3 separate regions of the Mus musculus genome follow, and all the other regions are linked to region 3. A link is a contact called in public HiChIP or PLAC-seq data. All regions are on one chromosome and are shown on one strand. The core of a region is the stretch at or near the end of the contact, and the rest is flanking DNA. Distances in the headings are between cores, read along the strand shown. Region 1 overlaps Msra (methionine sulfoxide reductase A). Region 2 overlaps Msra (methionine sulfoxide reductase A). Region 3 overlaps Msra (methionine sulfoxide reductase A).

Evidence for each region. HiChIP or PLAC-seq counts read pairs in DNA pulled down with a chosen protein or histone mark.
Region 1: a contact with region 3 is called in an H3K4me3 HiChIP or PLAC-seq map of the SCID.adh cell line, with 8 read pairs. The contact joins two enhancer-like sites. A contact is called at or near these places in 1 of 15 datasets of contacts at CTCF or cohesin (CD8 T cells), 11 of 484 Hi-C or Micro-C datasets (the HL-1 cell line, the N1E-115 cell line, bone marrow-derived macrophages and 7 more), 6 of 115 datasets of contacts at active chromatin or transcription factors (CD8 T cells, the SCID.adh cell line, bone marrow-derived macrophages and 3 more) and 3 of 9 other capture datasets (adipose tissue, macrophages and pancreatic islet).
Region 2: a contact with region 3 is called in an H3K4me3 HiChIP or PLAC-seq map of the SCID.adh cell line, with 9 read pairs. The contact joins two enhancer-like sites. A contact is called at or near these places in 3 of 484 Hi-C or Micro-C datasets (3T3-L1-derived adipocytes, Sertoli cells and extraembryonic endoderm stem cells), 7 of 115 datasets of contacts at active chromatin or transcription factors (CD8 T cells, the SCID.adh cell line, bone marrow-derived macrophages and 4 more) and 2 of 9 other capture datasets (adipose tissue and liver).

Annotation. Positions count from the first base shown.
Region 1 is chr14:64,308,415-64,311,537 of GRCm38.p6, forward strand. The region is part of intron 2 of Msra (methionine sulfoxide reductase A); the gene reads right to left. Gm52131 (a long non-coding RNA gene) reads right to left here. Exons shown (of 2, transcript XR_003951179.1): 1 at 1-3,123. Among named protein-coding and RNA genes, the nearest start is that of Gm52131, 3.7 kb to the right of the region's middle. Within about 2 kb of position 1,672, at least 89 of the 459 cell types and tissues checked have an H3K27ac peak or open chromatin away from gene starts, as enhancers often do. A contact at or near this core is called in the SCID.adh cell line, where this site is marked.
Region 2 is chr14:64,345,878-64,349,480 of GRCm38.p6, forward strand. The region is part of intron 1 of Msra (methionine sulfoxide reductase A); the gene reads right to left. Among named protein-coding and RNA genes, the nearest start is that of Gm52131, 34 kb to the left of the region's middle. Within about 2 kb of position 1,699, at least 9 of the 459 cell types and tissues checked have an H3K27ac peak or open chromatin away from gene starts, as enhancers often do. A contact at or near this core is called in the SCID.adh cell line, where this site is marked.
Region 3 is chr14:64,422,152-64,425,585 of GRCm38.p6, forward strand. The region is part of intron 1 of Msra (methionine sulfoxide reductase A); the gene reads right to left. Among named protein-coding and RNA genes, the nearest start is that of Msra, 17 kb to the right of the region's middle. Within about 2 kb of position 1,565, at least 26 of the 459 cell types and tissues checked have an H3K27ac peak or open chromatin away from gene starts, as enhancers often do. A contact at or near this core is called in the SCID.adh cell line, where this site is marked.

The DNA.
Region 1 (3,123 bases), core at 422-2,921, 110 kb before region 3:
ATCTTGGAAGCTCGCTCCAGTTCTTAGCTTGCTGTCCCATCAGTCTTGTGGGCATAGAAGGCCTGCTTAATTACAAGCATTCCCAGTCATTCTCCTCAGCCTTTCCCCTGGAATGCGTGGCTGCCACTCTTCTCCTCCCAGACCCAGCTTCAATAGTTTTCAGTCAAGGTTCAGGGAGAAACCCGCCGCACCGGGATTTGATTATTTACCAACATAATGTTGGCTGCAAGCCAGCGAGACACCAATACATTTTCCTTTGAAGCCTGACATATTGCCTGCTGTTTCTAAGTCTGTTTTCTCAGCTGGCCAACAAATAACCAGGACTGTTTAAAGAAAAAAAAAGTCACAATTCCAGGTGGGGAGGGGAGTGCTGTTCTCGTGATGGGTTCCTCATAGAGACACTGAACTCATTCTTCCAAAGTGACAAAGGTGTCCCCAGGAGTGGAGCACATTATCAGGCCTCTGACAGCTGCTGGTCCCCATGCGTCTGTGACCAGTTTTTCTGTATATTACTTTGGGAAAGGCCTGCAGAGGTCTGGCCCTGGTGGCAAGGTCAGCAGGTGGCAAGGGTATCAGCGTGTCCCCTGATGTCTTAGGATACACTGGCATGTGTTCTCCTTGTTGAAGGGCCCCCAAGACAACCTGACACAGATCATAGGTCTCTCAGAAGCTGGTTGTCTCAAAAAATCTACCATGAGGCCATTAGAAACCTAAGAGACAATAGGGGACAGCAGCTGCTGTCCCTTTCTAACAATCAACATTAAAGTTCTAGTCCTTTTCTTTAAAAGGAAAGTTTAATTGAGATGAGAGTCTCATTCTCTCACTATACAGCCCAGGTTGGCATAGGACTTGTGACCCTCCTATCTCACGCCCCTATATTACATGCCATTACATGTGTACACCAATGTGCAGTTAGACATTGTTGTCAAGGACAAGCTTTCAGATTTGGAAGTAACGGTTTGGGTGGCAAATAGATGCTCAAAGACTGTACTTTAAAATCTTAAAGGTTCTTTAAAAAAATTCTGGGTATGGATATGTGCCTGTTTGTGAGTCTCTGTGTGCATGAGTGCAGGCACATGAGGAAGCCAGCAGGGGGCATCAGATCTCCCTGGGCTGCAATTACAAGTGCTTGTGAACTACCCAACGTGAGTGCTGGGAACCAAACTCAGGTCTCTGCAAGAGGACTGTGCTCTTAACACTAGTCATCTCTCTAGCCCTAAAGTGTCAAATAACTCCTCTTTCAACTCTAGTTATGACCAGCATCTCTTGTCCTTCCTTTACCACACAGCCTTCTCCATTAGTAAGCTTTTTTTTTTTTTCCTCTGATAGATCCTCTTGCCTGTGGAGAATTTTCCAGAGTAGGAGTAGCTGTTCTGAGCTGACAACACTCCCCTGACCTGGGGGCTATAGCCTAATGCTCTGCTGAACAGAGTGGCCCACAGCCACCAGCTGTCACTTTCATTAAGATATTGGGAGCGGAGAAAAACCTTCCTGAGACAGGCATGGAGATCTGGCCAAAGTTGTTCTCAGAAGGGAGAAAGTAGGCTCGGAGCTTGGCTGAGTCTTTCATCTCCAGATGCTTCTGTTTCTCTGCCCACTTCACAGGACACTGTGCAGATTAGAGGGAGGGTGGCCACAGGGCGCTCTCAGACAGCACAGACAAAGGCATTGCGTAACTGCGAAATGTTCGCTTTCACTTTTGCAGAGTGTCAGCTGCCTCTAACCTGTGAGTGAGCATTAGCAGCAAGCCTGAGGGGCAACAGGGACCTGAGGCTGTGGCCTCCCCATAACATCAGCCCAGTCCACGAAGGGAGCGGGAGAAGACCTGGGGAAAAGATAGTTACTGACAGACAACAAAAAGCAGAATAAAAAATAGCTTGAGTTTAAAATAACTTGCTGAGACTGAATGCCAGGGACTTCGTTTAAGGAGCCGTCTCTGATTGCTGGGCACAACACACCTCTGTATTTTCTCACACCGGTGTGGCCTCGATCCCTCAAAGCCGATCTAAATGCTAACTGCAGCTCCGCAGTCACCAGCAGACTGGATCAAACCATAAAGCTGCCATGCAGGCATTCCGCTCAGCACATTGGACTCTTCAGTCACTTGATGAAGTTACAGTTGGTGACACTGTTTTGGCATAATGTATTGAGACCTCCAAGGCTGAAGGAGGAGTTTGGACAGGTAAAAAGTACCACTGTTGCTCTGGGTAACTGACAGGCAGGCAGATGTAGCCAGTGCTGTCTGCATTATTTGCTACTAAAATCGAAGGGGGGTAGGGGAGAGCTGGAGGAGTCTTTGCATTTTCCCAGCAAAAGCTGCATCTCAAGGGTCCTTCAGAGCACTCTGGGAACACACAGGAGTTTACAAATCAATTTACTAAATTGGCTTGGCTGGAAATCATGCTTTTGTATGTGGATCCGGCTGAAAGGCATTTTTTAAATCTATCGGGCCCTAGTGAGGCTCCTTCAAGCAGTGCAGAGAAAGGTGACATCAGAAAAAGGATGTCAGTTCCAAACCAAGTAGTCTCTGGCTCAAACCCTGCTCCAAAGGCCCGGCCACCCTGAGTAAGTCACATGACCTCTCTGAGCCAACTGCCTAGCTAGCCCACCAGCCCCTTGAATGCTGGCAGGGTGAAAGTCAAGCGCTGTCTCAATCTGGCCTTTTCCGTGTAGCTATAGGTGACCCAGATGACAGGAGCCCTCCCCACGCCAACCGTTCTCTCCTCTCCCATAGACAGGTGGACAAGTGACAGGAAAGGAGCAGAAAGCTCTGGAACCCCCATTGTGCAATGACTGCATACACTTAGCCAAATTGGGAACTTCATTTAAGCAGCAGAGAGAGCCAAGCTGCACTTCTAAAGACAGAATTTTTAGATGTCAGGCATATGCTATTTTGGGTTCTGTATAATTTTGCCCTTTAGATATTGTGAACTTGAATTCTGCAAGCGGTCTGTCTCCTTTTGTTTGTTCAGTGGTTTGTTTTTTTCAAATGAGCACTCAGATGTATAGCAGCCCTGCTGCCTCTGACCCTGATGCAAGTGCCAGGATCCTAGGCATGGCTACCACACTTGGAGTCATTTTTTTTTTCACACCACACCTATCAGCCAGTTGGCCAATTGCAGT
Region 2 (3,603 bases), core at 449-2,948, 76 kb before region 3:
GCATTCCAAGGAAACTGAGTTTTCAAGGTCAGGGGTTCAAAGAGAGACAAGGCCCCTGTCAGCACAGAGTGAATCAGGCGCTAACATGACCTCCAGCTGGACCATGCAGCATCATGAGTCTGGGCTGTGTCCTGATATTCAGTTGACCCCCTCAGCTTCTTTGCCATCACAGTCTCTTGACTTCACAAGGATTGGGTTATGTGATGTTGCTGAGGCTACCTTTGGACTCACACAGCAAAGAACAAAGACCCCAGGCAGGCACACAGCCTCCGGCTCAGAGGCATCCTGCCATGTAGCTGTCTATTCTCTGAAGAGCTTAAGAACCACATATTGTAAGCAGAAGTATTAAGATTTAAAATAAAACATGCCGTACTGAGAGACTATGAGCAGAGAGGCTCACAGCGATGGCTGTGGAAAGAAAAAAGCAACCCCCCAAACTGGCTATCACTTTCCATCTGGAAGTTTCTTTCTGTCCCACCCCCTGACCTTTCACCTTTCAGATTCTTCAAGACCCAGCTTGAAGGTCATCTCACTTTTCCCGTCTTGTCTGTGGCCATTTCTAGCTGGTGTAGCACTGGTAAGTCACCCTACTTACCAATATAACTTCCCCAAGATCCTCTCAGCTTTTTCTTCAGCACTGTAGCCTGGCATGTCACAGGCTTATTTTTATAAAGATTTAGCATTTATTTTTGGTGCTAGAGGTTGGAGTTGAACCTAGGGCCTTGCATATACCTGGCAAATGCTCTACTCCTAACGACACCTACAGGTCCTTGACAGGTAGAGCCCAATTGTGGTGGTTTAAATAAGAATAGTCCCCATAAGCTCATATATACTTAAATATATTATATATATCAATGCTTAGTCAACAGGGGCTAGCATTATTTTAAAAGATTAGGAGATGTGGTATTAGAGGAAGGGTATCACTAGGGGTACACTTTGAGGGTTCAGAAGCCCAGGCCAGGCCCAGTGTCTCTCTCCCTGCTGCCTGTGGATCCAGATGGATAGCTCTTAGCTACTTTTCCGGCACAATGTCTGCTTGCACACCACCATGCTTCCTGCCATGATGATAACGGACTAAACCTCTGAAACTGTAAGCCAGCCCCAGTGAAATGCTTTCTTTTATAAGAGGTGTCTTGGTCATGGTGTCTCTTCACAGCAACAGAACACTAAGACACCAACAAATGAAGAAAAGATCTGTGGAAGAGGAAGTGAGCTACAGGTTCTCTGCCTCTTGCAGCTTAGTGACTATTTTTCCTACAACTTTGGCCTCTGTTTGAGAACTGATCTCTGGTTTCCACATCTCATTCCATGTTGATCCATTCCCCCACCACCTTTAGCCTGAGTTCAAGTCCATCTTCTACATCAACTGGCTGTCCACCAGCACAGTTCCCCATCTCTGCCCTTAGTTAATACTCTGTTCTCTAGCCAGTGTCCACCTTATCTTATCCATCACCTCCCTTCCTCATCTCTCCAGCTACCATAGCTGGAATCTTCAGCCCGACCTCCAGAATTAGCACCAGAAAGAAGTCTCACAACCATGCCCTTCAGGGAAGTCCCTCCAACCTCAATCAGCTCTTCCTGGTCCTCTCCAAGGTGCTGCTTGGTGGTTGTAGAAGCCATGAACTCCTTTATCAGCTAGCATCATCTCCTGAGCAGGGTGACACACACACTCCTGCTCTACTGCCCAACCCCCACACTGTCTTTGTCCCCACACAGGGTAACACACCTCTGCTGCACTTTCATTCCTCAAACCCCAAACACAGTGGAGTATCCCTTGTCCACTGGGAAGATATTTATCAGACATTATCTATTATTTTTGTTTTCCCTATAATTGCATGTGACACTATACATTCCCTGTCTTACAATTTAAGTTCCTCTGTTTCCATTTCTTAATTCGGATTCTTTGAACCTGAGATAATGTGTCCTCTTTCTTGATGGGAAATACAGGAGCAGCCATAACACTGCGTAAGAAGGGCCTCCATAGGTCTACACAATAGATCCGCATTGCAAATCCAAGCAGTGGGTAACAGGACTGTGCAGCTGTTAGAATGACGGACTCTTCGGCCCGCGCCACCACCAGCTAGACAAACTGCAGAGGCACTTTAGAGATGATTCTCAGTGTTCTCACATGGTTGAGCTGATGATTTTGCCTTTTCCAAGAGTCTCATCTTGTGTAATTAGCTGGTGCTTCTGTATTGGTAGTTTGCAGTGTCTGCCCAGGCTGTCAAATGTGCAGCAATTTGATGGCCGGGCAACCGCGGTGTTGATAGCTTTAAAAGTATATTCCTTCCTACAGTTCTATTCACTAATAATAATTTGTTCATTACTTAGTATCTCATCAGCAAAGACAGAAAGTCCTTTTCCTCTCACAGCAACTAGAAGAGGGGGACATCTGTTAAGGGCCCTGATACAAATGCAAGGCAGCATGAGGAGGTGTTCAATTGTCTTAAAGGGTTATTTTCCTAATGTAATGTCTAAGATGGAGCTAACACTCTTAAAATGTTAGCCTTCACAGTTTTTCTAGGGTTTGGGAGTTCAGAGAGATAAGGACAGACAGGCAGGGGAATGGTCAACAGCACAAAGAGGCTAAATACTTCATTGAAGGCGGCAGTGCATGCACTTGCTCCCGCCCCCCACCTTTAGCAGAGTGTTACAGGTATAGGAAAATAGCTGTGAGGTGAGGGGATGGGAGGGGGGTTGCCATGGGAGCAATCTGCCACCTCATGCTCCTGCTGCTGAGTATGGAGTGCTCTGCCCTACCTCCCCCATGGTAGACTGAAGCACCTCTGAAATCATGAGACAAAATGAGCCTTTCCTTCCTGAAGTTGTTCTGTCAGAGATGTGGTCATAGTGATATGAAACTGACCAGTCCAATGTTCCCCTTCCTTTAAAACAACAACAACAAAGCCCAACAACAACAACTACTACCTCATAGTTCTACCTGCCCCTTTAATCACGTGAGGACACATGAAAGGACAGCCATCTATGGACTGAAATAGGAATCTCCCCAGACACCATCAGATGGTACCCAATTCTGGACTTAGGGTGAGGACTACCTTTCAGTTCTCTCTAAGGCACCTCTGACAGCCTGCTCTTGCAGCCTTCATGGACTAAGACATAACCATGCCTCTTGTAAATACTGACAGTGTGTGCCTCATTCCTTTGTGTTTCATTCCCTTTCTTGCCTTATTGTGCTTGCTAGCATCTCTTTCAGGATGCTGCGCAGGGATGGTGAGGATAGATCTCTGCCTGGCCTTTACCTGGTTAAAAAAGACACACCTGTAGGCTCTTTAAGAGCCCCCCCCCCACACACACACAAATATACATTGTAAAAACTCAAATAAAATAAGCAAATGGTGATAGATGCAAGCAGCAATACCATGAGAAACAGAACTAGGCAAGATCAGAAAGTACACATACAGGGTCTCATCACAGCTGCCAAGGCCCCTGGCTGAGACAGCCTCACATTCTGCAGCAATGATGGAGTTGCCAGTTGCCTGCTGGATGAATTCACTGGTTGGTCAGTTAGGCTCATTTGAAAAATGAAAGAACAAGTCAGTTCCCAAGCACAGCCAGAGTCTGCGTTTTACCACCGACAAAACA
Region 3 (3,434 bases), core at 315-2,814:
GAAAACATGGGTATGTGTCTCTGGAATTTTGATTCTGATGGTTTCTGAAGTGTGATGGTCCTTACAAAAGAGCCAGCCAACAAAAGAGAAGGGAAAAGGAGGAGGTGGGGGACGGAGAGAGAATGAGGATAAAGAGGGGGGAGAAGATTTTTTTCTCTCTGTAATGGAAGCAAAATGATAACCTAAAGAATAGGAAAATGTTTACAAATCATATATCTGATAAAGGTCAGGTTCAGAATATGGGCTGGGTTAGGGGTGGAGGGGGCTTTTGTTTTGTTCTGTTTTTCAGTCTTCAGATCCTACAATAAGTACCTGGGGAGATGGCTTGGCCTCTGAGAGGCTACTCATTGATCTTGCAAAGGACCTGAGTTCAGTTTCCAGAATCCACAGGGGGTGGCTCAAAACCAACTATAACTCCATCTCTGGGGGCTCAGATGACCTCTTCTGGCTTCCATGGGCACTGCACATGCACATATGTGCACACACACACACACACACACACTTTAAAAAAAACAAAAACAAGCAAACAAACAAAAACTAAGTCTTTAAAAATTTAAACAGAGTTTCTTTTGAGCCAGCCCTTCCACTCTAGATAACACCTCAAGAGAACTTTAAAGCTCATCTGTACAAAAACTTGGCACAGATGTTTGTAGCTGCACTGTTCACATCAGCTGGGGTAAGGACAACTCAAGCAGCTATAAGCTAACCATGTATGATGGAAACACATGGTGGAAGAATACTCAGCAATGAAAAAGAATGGGTGAGACGTGGGTATAAGGCTGAACAACAACAAAAAAGCCAGTAATGAAGGTTCACATATTATACAGCTCTGCTTACATGAAAAGTCCGTGATGAGCAAATCTGTAGACAGAGGGAAAAGCTTCATGGTTGCCAGGGTCAGGTCAGAAGGAAGAACGAGTGGCTATGGGTGTGTTTGGAGTCAGCGGACACAAGCAGAGGAGTGAGCTAAAAGCCACGGTTGAACACGAGCACATGGTTACATTTTCTGTGTGGCCTCTATCTTGCACTTTCCATCCATCTTCAATGTCTACATGTGCTTTGACTGGTCACTTAATAGCCCTGGTGGCCCTTTTGGCCTGTTGCACAGAGAACATACCAAACACCAGATAAGCCTCTAGAATCTACCCCAGAGATCCGCCCAGCAGCTCTCATTCCTGTTGCTGCTTTAGTCTCTTAGGTTGGTCCCAGCTGACTCCAGCGTCCCCAGCTCCATCCACACCAGGCCCAGCTCTTTAGAGAACACCTACTCTTGACTACCAGGCACTAATGAAGTCAAACTCTTGGCAGCCAGCATCTCTCGCATACCATGTCCTCTCTTCCCAGAAAACCCCACTCTCTCCAAGCACAGCATCCTGGAAGTTCCTCGAGCTTTCCTGAGTCCTGGCCCACACCTCACTTAGCTACATAACGTCTAATCTCTGTGACTACTGAGTTTTTCATCCTAGCTTTCTGTTTAGACAGAACTCTGCATTCCGTACAGTATGGGATATGGAGCACCTGGACTGTGCAAAAATAAGCCATGCCCCTAAATTTACATATAACTTCCTGGTGGCTGTGAAACCTTTTGATTCCAACTGTCAGACAGAAAGAGAAACCCTACAGAAAGCCACAGAATCCAGCAGTTGTTCAGGCCACAAGGCTGGGTGTCTCAGCTGGCCTTTAGTATATGTAAGAAACCCAAAGAAGTAGACTCTAACGCCAGTGAAGGAATGGACTTGCCAGCGAGAGCAAGCAGGCAGAGAGATGTTTCTTCCTTTTATAAAGGCTGACACAAGGAGGTGTCCAAATGTAGGGAGACCCTTTTCACTTCAAATGATGCAGATTTAAGGTGGATCTTCCTACCTCAAGTGATCTAGTTAACTAAACTTCCCTCACAGGTACGCCCAGTGACTTGGGTTTATAGTTAATTCCAGATGTAGCCAAGTTAACAACCAGGAATAGCCATCATGATGACTTACAGAAAAATCCTTCAGCTCACTTCTTTTGTACCATAGATTCATTTTTAAAGAAATGTTTATTTTAAATATACAACATCATTTGCCAGAAGTAACAAATTCACTAGCAAAGATGTCATCAAATTTTCCAGATGGAAAGTTATCTATCTGTAAGCTCAAGGCCTTCTGTTACAGAAAGATGAGCAAGCATAGAAGAAAAGGTTAAACTCAGCCCAGCAGTGGGCAGATTTCTTCATCCTGATGGAATCAGAAGGGCTAAAGATGGTTGGGAAGAGGTGATCTCCTCCCTGTGCTTTAGTGATATTTGATGCCTCACCCTTGCCACACTGTGGCTCTCACACCCAATGAGAGGCCAATCCATGGTAAAAACAGGCAAAAAAAAAAAAAAAAAAATCCAACAAGAACTTAAATTTGCCTAACATTAACCATGCACCGTGCTCTACTCCAGAGTCCTCCTTCAGCATTTCCATCTTCCTGATAACACTTCTAACTCATAATAGATATATCATTTGTATGCTGTGTGTGTGTGTCTGTATATGTGTTTGTGAGTGTGTGTTTTGTTGGATATGTGTGTGTTTCTGGATTGTGTGTGTATGTGTATGTATGTATATGTTTTGCTGGATGTATGTGGTATTTATCCTGGGTGTGAGTATGTGTGTATGTGTGTATGTGTGTATGTGTGTATGTATGTATGTGTATATGTCCTGGGTGTGTGTGCTGTATATATGTATGTGTATATATATTCTAGGGGTGTGTTTGTGTCTGTGTGTGCTGGATATGTGTTCACATGCCTATGTTTGTGTCTTTGTGGGGAGATTCTGATGTGGGAGTACATGTATACATGCACGTAGAAGTCAAAGGACAGTCTTAGGTGTCATTCTATAACAAGACCCTACACCTTAGAACAACTGACTCCATAGTAGAAGCTCCATTCAGACCGTAAAACTCAGCACATAGATAGCATCACCTGCCAAAACAAAAATAAAGACCTAATTCATCAAAGTCCATAGTTCTGGAAAAGTGTCTCTGAATGCACAACCTTGATTTTTGGCTTATAAACTTTTGCTTCTGGCTGTTTCTGCTAACTGAAGTATGTCAACCCAGGATATAGTTTTTGTGCTTAAAAACTCACCCTGAGAAAGGCACAGGGCTACACTGGGATCTTGAACACCGAGCTAACAAAGACTTTCCATTGGCTTAAACCCATGTCCGAGAGGTCTTCTCCGGTTAGATACTCCATAACATTTCCTAGGGCACCTTTATTTGAGATGGGCTCTCTTTTTGGCTTGGAGCTTCCCTGAGTGAGTTAGGCTAGCTGGCCTGTGAGCTCCTCCTCTTTCTACCTCCCGTCTCAACATCTCCAGGATTGCTATCAACACACCTGACTTGTCCTGTGAGTTCTAGGGAACCTGAAATCTGGTCCTCAAACTGTGAGGCAAGTGCTTTTCCACAGGAGCT